2 separate regions of the Anser cygnoides genome follow, and region 1 is linked to region 2. Evidence: chromatin contacts called from public Hi-C data. All regions are on one chromosome and are shown on one strand. Each heading gives the region's core, a stretch centred on a gene start, on an enhancer-like site or on the middle of the called end of the contact. The rest is flanking DNA. Distances are from core to core; before and after follow the strand shown.

Region 1 (4,952 bases), core at 2,074-4,573, 420 kb before region 2:
CTTCTGGAGTAAGCCGCGTGGAGCACAAATTATCGAACTCGGGAGGATGAAGGGCAGAAAAAAAGACAAACGCTTGGACTCAATCCCACGGGGAATTCAAAGTGCCTGGGGTCCTCGGTGCCGGCCCGCTTACCTTTTGGCCAGGGTGATATTGTAATAGCTGAAGAGGGATGGCCAGTGTCTGAAGGAAAGCTTCCTCCAGATCTCTTCATCCTCCGCTCCCCAGGTAACCTCTGCCTCAGTCCCAAGCTCCGTCTGTCCGTTCCCTTTGCCCTCCGGTCCTTGGGCCCAACTGTGCTGGTTCGTCTCCAGCCTGCTCAGGGAATCCAACCCTGACTTCTGCTCCCGCTGCTGCGTCTGGTTTTCCGACAGCTGCATAGGGTCCGCCGGGAAGACCGAGAGATCGATCTTGGGGTCGCCAGCAGGCAGGACCCCTCCAGGAACAGGCATGGGAGGCAGACCCGCTTCACCCAAGGGGCTCTGTTCGGTGACCTGCGAGGTGAGGTAGGTGCGGAGACCAGCAGGGTCCGTATAGACCAGGATTCCGATCCAGATCACTGTCCCGGCCTACACGAGGAGACAAACCCATTTAGTGCTCGGCCTTTTGCTCGCTGCCCCCACCCCCTCGCCGGCTGGCTGAGCTGATCAGCAGCACCCCAGCGAGGGGAGCACCCTGCCCTCGGCTAGGGTCCTGCTCCAGGCAGATCCTTATCCTTCACGGTGACCGGGAGAGGCTGCACGGCGCGCCCAAAACCTGAGCACCACTTTGTGAGCTCCCCGACCCAGCCTGATGGTGGTGACTGCACTACCATCTACGGGGGACAAGCAGGGGCAGGAACTGGTGTCACTATTACAGTTACACTTGCAAAAGGGAAAGAATTAGTCTCTCATGCAGAGAAATATCTCCGTGCATTCCTTCCATATTGCCTGCAGGGACAAATATGACTTCTGCTCTGTAAATACCTTCTCTTTCCACTCGTACAGTCCTTGAAAATCTGCTTATACAGAGGTATCTGAGAGCAAATAGCAGAAAATTGCCTGCTACCTCCTAAACATCAAGCAGACAGCAAAGCCCTGCAGCTAATGTATGCAGAGGGATGTTCTGAGGGAAGTACTTCTTGTATTATTTACCGTGGGGGGGTGTAAGCCTCGCAGGGGAACAAGGATGTGTGAAAATGTCAAGCTTTTTTTTGATTTTTTTTTCCCCTGGAAGCCTGTTTGGGTTGGGCCAGCGGGACCCGAGAGAGCAAACACCACGGCGCCTACCATGATGAGCCTCTGGGCCAGCCGCGTCCTGGCGAAGAAGTAGATGACCCGCAGCCTCTTGGGGAGGCGCAGGTTCCTGAAGGACGAGGGCTGCAGGGTGATGGTGTGGGGGGTGGCGGGCCGCAGGGCTGGCTGCCGCTCGTAGCGCTGGGAGCGGCTGACGGCCTTGGCGGGGGGCAGGCAGGCTTCTGCCGGCAGCCGCTTGTTCAGGTCCGCAAGCTGCCGGGAGAGAAGCAGGCGTCAGAGAATCAGAGGAAGACGAGGTTGGAAAGGCCCTACAGGATCATCTGGTCCTCCGTTATCTGCTCTCATCTGCTCTTTTATGCGTGCTAAGTCTCAGCTCCCACCTTCGCATCTGAGCCAGAAGGGCCCAGCTTCCCTCTGGTGTCCCCTTCTGCACCCAGCTGTGTTTGTGACCCCGTCTCCTTCCAACCACGTCTGTGACCACGTCCCCTTCCAGCCCACTGACCCACAACCTCCGCGTTTCTGTACCTGAGGGTCCCCCATCCCTGCATGTGTGTAACCAACAAGTCCCATCCCAGAGCATTTTTACAGCTCGCTCCTTTTTTTTTCAGAGGGTGGAAATCCCAGGGCGTGCTTCCCTCAGTCCCTCCATGCTCGCAGAGCAGGGCGAGCCAAGGCACGAGGCCGCGTCCCCAGCCCGTCCTTACCTCCATGCGGCGAATGTCAATGGAGAGCACGGTCGTGAAGAAGAACATCTGCAGGAAGAAGTCGGACACCAGGCCGACCACAGCGAAGAGGCAGAACTCCTGCAGGCAGCACACACACACACACAGATTAGCTACGGCAGCTCAGGGACAGGGGTGAATATCTCCAGTCCAGGAAAAGGGCAGCTCAGCACCCTCCTGCCCGGAGTGAGCGTATTTCACTGACTGGTCCTGTTATCAGGGCTTTGGAATAGTTGAAAGCTTGGTGTTAAAACAGTCCGCGTGAGAACTCAAGAGCACGTTTATTCATATTCACACTTTTTGTTCTTCTTAGCCACAAAACATCAAAGCACCCCAGGAAAAAACAGCAGAGGGTGCTGTCCCTGTTCCCAAAGCCGTGGCGGGGCTGCCACCAGAGCTCTCAGCCCCCTGCCTGCGTGTGCAAATCGCACGCCCAAAGAGCCCCCAGCAGTGCCGGTTTCCTTCCCTTCACCAATAAACCTCCCCCGATAGGAAACTCCTCCAGGAGCAGGGGGAGCCCAGGGACTGGGCACAGCCAGTCCTCCTCCCACCGAAGACCACCGAAGCCTCTGTACCCCCCCTGTGCTCACGACTAGTAGCTGCAGCCGTCCCCCAGGGCTCCAGCTAAACCACGGCTGTTTAAATCACACCCTTGGCTAGTGCTTATTTAGTGTTTATTTTTATATATATAGGAAATTTTCAGGCCCCTGGAAGAAAAGCTCCGTGCCCAGCCTCTGAACACCAAGCACACGAGGAGCAGCGTTGGTAAGATGGATCCCGAGCTCCCTGCCATGCTCCGCTTCCCCAGCAGGTGCCACTGCAGAAATGAGGATGACAAGAGGAGCACAACAAGTGAGCCCAGCACCAGGGACGCCCCTCGGAGGTACACATTGCTGCCAGGACCCGTCAGGGCCCAAAAAAGATGCAGTAACACGGGGAGATCGAGCAAACCGAAAGCAGGCACAGGCAGCAACCTCGGGCTAAAGGCGAGATCAAAGAGTCCGGCCCTCGCTTGCAGAACAGCCCTGGCAAATCCCCGCTGGGCCCAGCTGTGGCAACCACACTACATGCGCCCACATCCACCTCAGAGGAAGGAGAGGGGCCCTCAAGATTCATTTCTGTCCCCCTGCAGCCTATGCCTACCCCAGCTTCTCGCCTGTGACAGCAGGAGAGGCTATCCGAAACCTCGGAACGAACCTTGAAGCCTCCCCAGCCTGCCCAAACTGTTTTTTAAACACAAGCAGTCAGCTGCCTGCTATCTGAAAATCAGCACGCTATGAGATGAGATAAACCACTAGGTCAGCTGCCCGCCCCTCCCCAAACCTCCCGGCAAAACCAGCACAAGGCTCTGATTTCGGCTCAATCCCTTCCTCGGCATTTGACGGGAGGTTTGGGGAGCAAACACGACATCCCGAAACATTCTGGGGATGAAAACACAGCACGGGTTCCTCTCTAAAAGCAGAAAAACAGAGGGAAAGCAACGCCCAGCTGGATTTCACCCAGATCTCAGCAAAAGCCTCCACAAATGGCAAGCTCTGCCATAATTAATTCCGCCGATACCTCCACTTATTCCACTTAGGATGAGAGCTATCTGAAACTACTAGCCCTGGAAATCCGACATCTTCTTATACTTGGGTTCTGCACACCCTACAGCACAACCCGAACCAATTTCGGTGATTGCCTCTCGGCGGGTGAGCTCCAGAACAAGGTGGGGGCCAGGAGGTGGGGAATGCAGGACGGGCACCCAGGACACATCCCTGCAGCGTCCTGGGACCACCAGGGCCACAAGTGCAAGGAGAAGGGGGGTCTCTGCCCCCCTGTAATGAAAGGTTCCACGGTAGCTCACAATTAGAAGGCATTTACGGTGTACGCCCAATTCTCACCTGAAGCTGAACTCTATTTAAGAAGGAGAACCTCAGAAAACAGAGAATTCCCTTCTGCTAAATGAGCTGCACTGCTGTGGGGTGGCTGAGGAAGGTGCCAGGACCTCACAGCCCTTGGGCAAGTGACATCCTTCGACAACGAAACGCCTCCCTCTCCTGCTGCTCCCCGTACGGGCAGGATGGGTGCCTCTGCTCCCTCTGACAGGCTGGAGCAAGGTCCCTGCCGGATTTACGCTGCCCGTCCCTCTCTTCACGACGCCTCCGAGGCTGCAACACGAGCACAGCGTTATCTGCGCAGCGCCCTTCGCCCCCAGGGACACGCAGATAAGGGGCACGCTCCCGGCTCCAGCAGACAGCATCCCCGTGAGATTCCTGCTCTGGAGAAAGCAAGCATCCTAGGAGGGACAGGATCACACGCAGAGCAAAGAAGGGATGTCATCACAAGCCTTACAACGCTGTAAGACCCAGGAATACATTCATAAAGGCAACACGCGGGTGTGGGGAAGTGCTGCTCTTCCCACGGCTCCTCTTCCAGGAAGAGGAGCTAAAAGACCCTATGCATGAGCCCAATTTAGACCCAAAGGATGGATCATGCTGGTTTTTGACCCGAGCAATCTCTGCAATCAGCTTCAAATAAAAAAATTAGGACACGACACGTGGCCGGGTGTAGCCTGGGGAATTCTGCTCTAGCTCCTCTCTTGCTGTCCTTCTCTTGGCCACTGAGAGCCAGGCTCAGGAGCCGCTAAATTCAGCCCGCAATGCTCCAGTTCAACCTGAACGGTTAATCTTCTTAGATTATAATTCACTTTAATCTGCAGTCTGTCTCCTGGTGGCTCCCCAATGTCAAAGCGAGGACACGCACAGCCCGCGTGCGGCCGGCAGTGGCCTTCAGCTGTGCAGATGCTCCGGTGCTCCTGCCTTGCTGACTGCACCTGCTAAAATCTTTGCTAGGGATTTGCAGAGATAACAGGCTGACTCCTCCCTGAGCTCCGGCTGCAGCCTTACAGCAGTGGTGCTGAGGATTTGCCCAGGCACGAGCTCTGCCTGGCCCAGGGTCACAGAAGAGCAGATCCTGAGGCAACTCAGCAAGCACAGTCCTGCAAAGAGGTGGCAC
Region 2 (5,336 bases), core at 986-3,485:
CCTCTCCTTCCCGACAGCCCGACCCCCGCAGGCACACGCTTCCTTCACACGTGGGCAGGGGTCACAGCAGCTTCGTTACAGGAGATGCACATCGTGCACAGGGATACCCCGCGTTATCTGAATTACGGGAGGAGTTTCTGCGGGGCGGCTTCTCCTCTCACACCAGGTAATTCGAAAGGTGCGCCAGGGCACAAAGTCAAAAGGACAGAACAATGAACGTGGAGGGGGCTGGCGTGAGTTGCTCACAGGAATCCCAGGAATCTGAAGGAAGGGAGAATCATCAAGAAGGCAGATTACAGAAACGAAAGCGATATAAAGCCAAAAAGCAAAGGGCGAATCGCAGGAGGACCGCGCAGGAGGCCAGAGCAAGGCCGGAGCTGTAGGAGAGACGAACCGCAGAGCTGGGAAAGAGGAAAACGTGCAGCCTTGGAGCCAAGCACAGGGAAGGGCTCGGGGGCGAGGCAGATGCCCAGAGATAGGAGAAGATGGTGGCACGTGGTGAGCCACCAGGGGAGGAGGAACACGGCCCAGCAGGCAACAGGAGCCCCAGCACGTGTGGGCAGGGGAGCAGGGCCCGAGCAGGAGGGAGAAAAGGGCGGCAGAGAAGGGGGAACGCGGCGGGAGGAGGAGCGCCAGGGGGGGCTCCGGGCTGCAGGGGAGGGGAGGGGAGGGGAAGGGAAGGGAGGGGAAGGGAGCTCTGTGGGGCAGGGAGGGCATCGGGCACCTGGCGAGGAGGGGGAAGGGAGTCCTGGGGGCCTCGGTTTGGGGGCAGCACGGGAAAAGCTGCTGGGGGGGGGGGTTGGTATGAGCTCAAGGCCTTGCGTTTTGGGGGTGGAAGAGGCCCTCGAGGCTGCAGTTGGGGGGGGGGGGAAGAGTTCCTCAAGGCTGCAGTTGGGGTGGGGGGGGGAGATGAGGCTCTTGAGGGTGCAGTTTGGGGGGGGGAAAGGAGGAAGATGAGGCCCTCAAGACTGCAGTTTGGGCGGGGGGGGGAGAGAGGAGGAAGAGGAGACCCTCGAGGCTGCAGCTGGGGGGGGGAGGAAGAAGAGTTCCTCAAGGCTGCAGTTGGGAAGGTGGGGGGAGATGAGGCCCTCGAGGCTGCAGTTGGGGGTACAGGAAGAAGGGATCCTCAAGGCTGCAGCTGGGGGTAAGGAAAAAGAGGAGGCCCTCGAGGCTGTAATTTGGGAGGGGGGGGGGAGGAAGAAGAGGACCTCGAGGCTGCAGCTGGGGAGAGGAGGAGGGGGAAGAAGAGACCCTCGAGGCTGCAGTTGGGGGTGGAAGGAAGAGGAGGCCCTCGAGGATGTAATTTGGGGGGGGGGGAGAGGAAGAAGAGGCCCTCAAGGCTGCAGTTGGGGGAGGGAGAAAGACGAGAAGGCCCTCGAGGCTGCAGTTTCGGGGGGGGGGGGGGGGGGGGGGTGGAAGGAAAATGAGGAGTTCCTCAAGACTGCAGTTGGGGGGGGGAGGAAGAGGAGTTCCTCAAGGCTGCAGTTGGGAAGGGGGGGAGATGAGGCCCTCGAGGCTGCAGTTTGCAGGGGGGAAGGAGGAAGAGGAGGCCCTCGAGGCTGCAGTTGAGAAGGGGGGGGCAGAGGAAGAAGAGTTCCTCAAGGCTGCAGTTGGGAAGGGGGGGGGAGAAGAGGCCCTCGAGGCTGCAGTTTTCGGGGGGTGGGAGGAAAACGAGGAGGCCCTCGAGGCTGCAGTTGGGGGGGGGGGCAGGTAGCTGAGGCCCTCGAGGCCCTGTTTCCGCAGGGGGGGGAAGGGCAGAGGCGCCCCCCGGGGCCCTGCCGGAGCAGAGGGGACGGGACCCCCCGGGCCTGGCCTCACGCCTGGGGAGAGGGGAGCGGGCGGAGGCCTCGCTCCGGGGGGGAGAGGAGAGGGAAGGAGAGGAGGGGAGCGGAGCCCCCGGCCCTGCTCTGAGGGGAGCGGAGCCCCCAGGCCTCGCTGAGGGCCGGGGACGGGCCCCGGGGGGGGGGGGGGGGGGTGGGGGGACTGACCAGGCCGAGCCGCGTCCCAGCTGCTCCATGGTCAGGCGGAGGTCGGAGACCGGCGAGAGCTCGGCGGGGAACAGCGCCTTGACGGCGGCGGGGGAGGCCGGCGAGAGCAGCAGGAGGCGGCGGCGGTAGGAGCCTCCCGGTGCGGCCTCCATCGTTCCCCCCGGCCTCCTGTCAGCGCCGCCGCCCGCCCCGAAGCTGGCGCCAAAGCTCCCGCCGCCAATCGCAAGGCCGCTCTGCGCGGCGCCGCGAGGGGGGCGGATTTTATAGCCGGGTCGCCCCACCCACCGCCCGCTCGCCGGCCAATCGAAGCGGTCGGAGGGTCAACCTCCCGGCTGGTTGACAGCTCTTCTGCCCAATAAGAGAGGGGTGTAATGGGGGACTGCACTTCCCAGCATGCCACCGCGAGGCGGGCGGCGCGCTCACTGGTTGCCCGCCTCGCTGTGGCATGCTGGGAAATGTAGTCCTCTGCCTCGGCGAGGCGCCGCTTTGCCTCCCCGTCGGAGGCTGTCTCCCTGCGGCCCTCCCCCCCCCCCCACAGGGCTCGAGGGGGAGGGGATAAAATGGGGGAAGATGAGGAGAAAGGGCACAAAATGGGCAAAAAAACGGGGCCTCGGGGAGCCGAGGGGCCCGGCCCGTGCCATTTCTGCCCGAACGAGGTCCCTGACGGCGATAAACAAGCGGTGTCCCCAGGGAGGCAGCCGCAGCTCCGGCGAGGCGCTGAGCGCCGGCGTCCAGCCAAGCACCGCCGCGGTCGATAAAGAAATGGAGATGTCTGTCACAGGCAGCACGCCTGGAAGCTTCCAGAGCCCCATTACCTGCAAAGAGCAGGCGGCCCACCGCGAACGTCAGGGCACGTCCCGGCAGCACCCTGAGCAGAGCCCTGAAGGCGCCTCTGGGCTCCGTCTGTCACCACGGGCAGCGGGCACGGGGCTGAGCCCTCACCCCCAGCAGCACGGGGCCCCCCTTTGTCTCTCTCGTTTCCCGGCCGTTTCGCTGCCCTGAGAAACGCCAGGCGCGCTCAGCGCTGGGTTCCCAGGGACACAGTGCCTGCAGAGCTAATTGCTGCTTCGTGCTCGGCCTGCCTGGCGGTTCCCCGGCCCTTGCGGGGAACGGACAGGTCTCCGGGGAGGAAAGGCAGTGCGGCTCTCTTGCCGTCTCCCTGCGGCGGGCTGTGGTGTTTAGCAAGGCTCCGCTGCTCGCCTGCGAAATGGATGCGTGCCCAGCCCTTCAGAGGACACGGCGCCGTTCCCTGCCCCGGTAATGTCAGCCCCGTCTCCGGCCCTTGGTGGTGGAGGAGGGTGGAGGCAGCAATGGCTGCACATGGTCCCGTTTCGCAGGTTGAAAAACAGGGAAACAGTGAGGCAGGCCCCGCATTGCCTCCTTGTGTAAGGAGCCGCAGAGCTCTGCTGCTGACCTGAGTCCCCGGGATGTGCTGTGCCGGAGCTCCCGGTGGTGCTCGGCAGTCTCCGGCCGCAGAGCGGGTGGGTCCGATATCATCAGCCCCGACACGTGTAGGAATGGGCCTGGCTGGGGGATCCCCTGGCTCCAGGGCACCACACATCCCTCTGCCTGGGCACTGCCACCCCCAGTTCGGGGTGCTCTCGGTTCCTTGATTAGACACCACAGCATTCGCTCCCTCCTGTCCCTCCCCCACCGCCCAGGATCTCACAGATCGTCTCACAGCCCCGCCACCACCTCTCTTGCAGCCTGAAGGAAGCTGAGGCTGTGCCCTCACTGCAGCTCTCTGCTGGGCCCTGAACATTTATTTTTTTTGGGGGGGGGGTTAACACTTTTTGATGTTTTACGTGGGCAGTTGCCAGCACTATTAGCAGCTCTGTGTCTCCACCCCGAGTTCCTGGGTGTGGGGTGACTGTCACAGCGCTGCCCCCACCACACAAATCCAGAGCCATGCAGCGCTGTCAGAGACCGGCATCAGCACCCAAAGCTTCCCTGCCCCTCTGCTATTTCTCACCCTCTTAATCTTATCTCCCTGTCTCTGCAGGGACAGGTGGACATTGTCACTGGGAGATCTGGCCAGTATAGCAGCATGTTCCCCATGGCCATGCCGACCGAGTCCTTCCTCCGCACGGGCACCACGGCCACCCCCGCAGCCCAGTTGTCCCATCCCCTACCTCCAGCTCCCAGCAATGCCTCTGCCGTGGAGCCCTGGGAGCCCAGGACGCTGGCACTGCCCGTGAATCTCTTGAGGGTGTCAGGGAGGTTTTGCTGTTCTTCTCCCATATGCAAGGTTTTGCGGTCCCTCGAGATGGTCAGGTACGGGTTGGCTGTCTCTGCATCCAGTGTCACCTTCATTAATGCACAACAGAGAGACACGTCAGTCTGTTTCCTGCTGAGAAGCAAACCAGCTTCTTTTATATATGTAAATATATACATATTTATATATATAAAGCGCCTATCACCATATTGCTAAACACTCTTTGGAACCACTATGATGGCAGGGGTAAGAACAGCAGTCAGCCTATTAGTGCCTCAGCACTTCTGTTTCCAAACAATTAAAAAAAAAAAACCTTTTCCCTCCTCTTTTGCAGGGCAGGGGCATGTCATGTAAGCACACCGGGCCCCAGCAGTGCACATGCAGCACCCACAACCCCCTCAGAGGGCGCAGGGCGCAGCACCCTCGCTGCCCTCCCCGCTGGACCTGAAGCAGGATGGAGCCGGGCAGCTGCCATGCACTGGGGACGGACGCAATGGGCTTTGCCAGCCCCCTGCTTCCACCCCTGCTTGATATTGGGAGGTCTGAGCGTGACGGGGCTGCAGCCAGGCTGGGTGTGTGGGGTGGCTGCGGGGTGCGGGGGTATCCCCGGAGGTGTGAGGACATCCAAGCTGCAAGGCGGCGGCGGTCCCAGGCCAGGCCCTGCTCCAGCACCACGGGGACAAGAGCCCCGCAGCTCCCAGCCCCGCTCTGACGAGCAGCCGGGCAATCTCAGCGCAGAGCTGGAGCTGCCCGATGCCGTGGGGCCACAGAGGCGTCACCACGCAGTGCCACCACCCCAGGCCCTCTGCTAAGCCCGTTCCTTTAGGGCCTCACGTCGGGGACCACAATGTGGGGGAAACTGAGGCACGCTCACCCTGCACATCATCCCCGAAACTGCGAGGGCAAAGAGCAGCCTGCCTGCAGGTGGCTTCAACCCGCCTCAAGCCCTACAATGCTGCCAGGACCACGGGGAGCCCTGAGCGCACACAGAGGCATTTCCAATCTCTGCCTAAAAGCCAAAGGTGTGCACCCGCTGCCACGTTTAACCCAATGCTCTTATGTGGCATTAGCACCTCTGGGTCACTCCTGGCATGGAAGTAGACCTTTATTTTTACAGCAGACCTAGTTAAAAC

The links. A called contact is a pair of places that touch in the nucleus more often than the background predicts.
Region 1: a Hi-C map of liver shows a contact between it and region 2, with 1.6 times the contacts expected there. The contact joins the enhancer-like site here to the promoter of CDC25A in region 2. A contact is called at or near these places in 2 of 7 Hi-C or Micro-C datasets (granulosa cells and liver).

The regions. Positions count from the first base shown.
Region 1 is chr2:1,276,277-1,281,228 of Taihu_goose_T2T_genome, reverse strand. SCAP (SREBF chaperone) reads right to left here. Exons shown (of 24, transcript XM_066991038.1): 12 at 1,938-2,036; 13 at 1,267-1,485; 14 at 134-567. Among named protein-coding and RNA genes, the nearest start is that of PTPN23, 25 kb to the left of the region's middle. Within about 2 kb of position 3,323, at least 1 of the 3 cell types and tissues checked has open chromatin away from gene starts, as enhancers often do. A contact at or near this core is called in liver, where this site is marked.
Region 2 is chr2:852,901-858,236 of Taihu_goose_T2T_genome, reverse strand. CDC25A (cell division cycle 25A) reads right to left here and starts at 2,235. Exons shown (of 16, transcript XM_048053360.2): 1 at 1,989-2,235. The coding sequence starts at 2,140.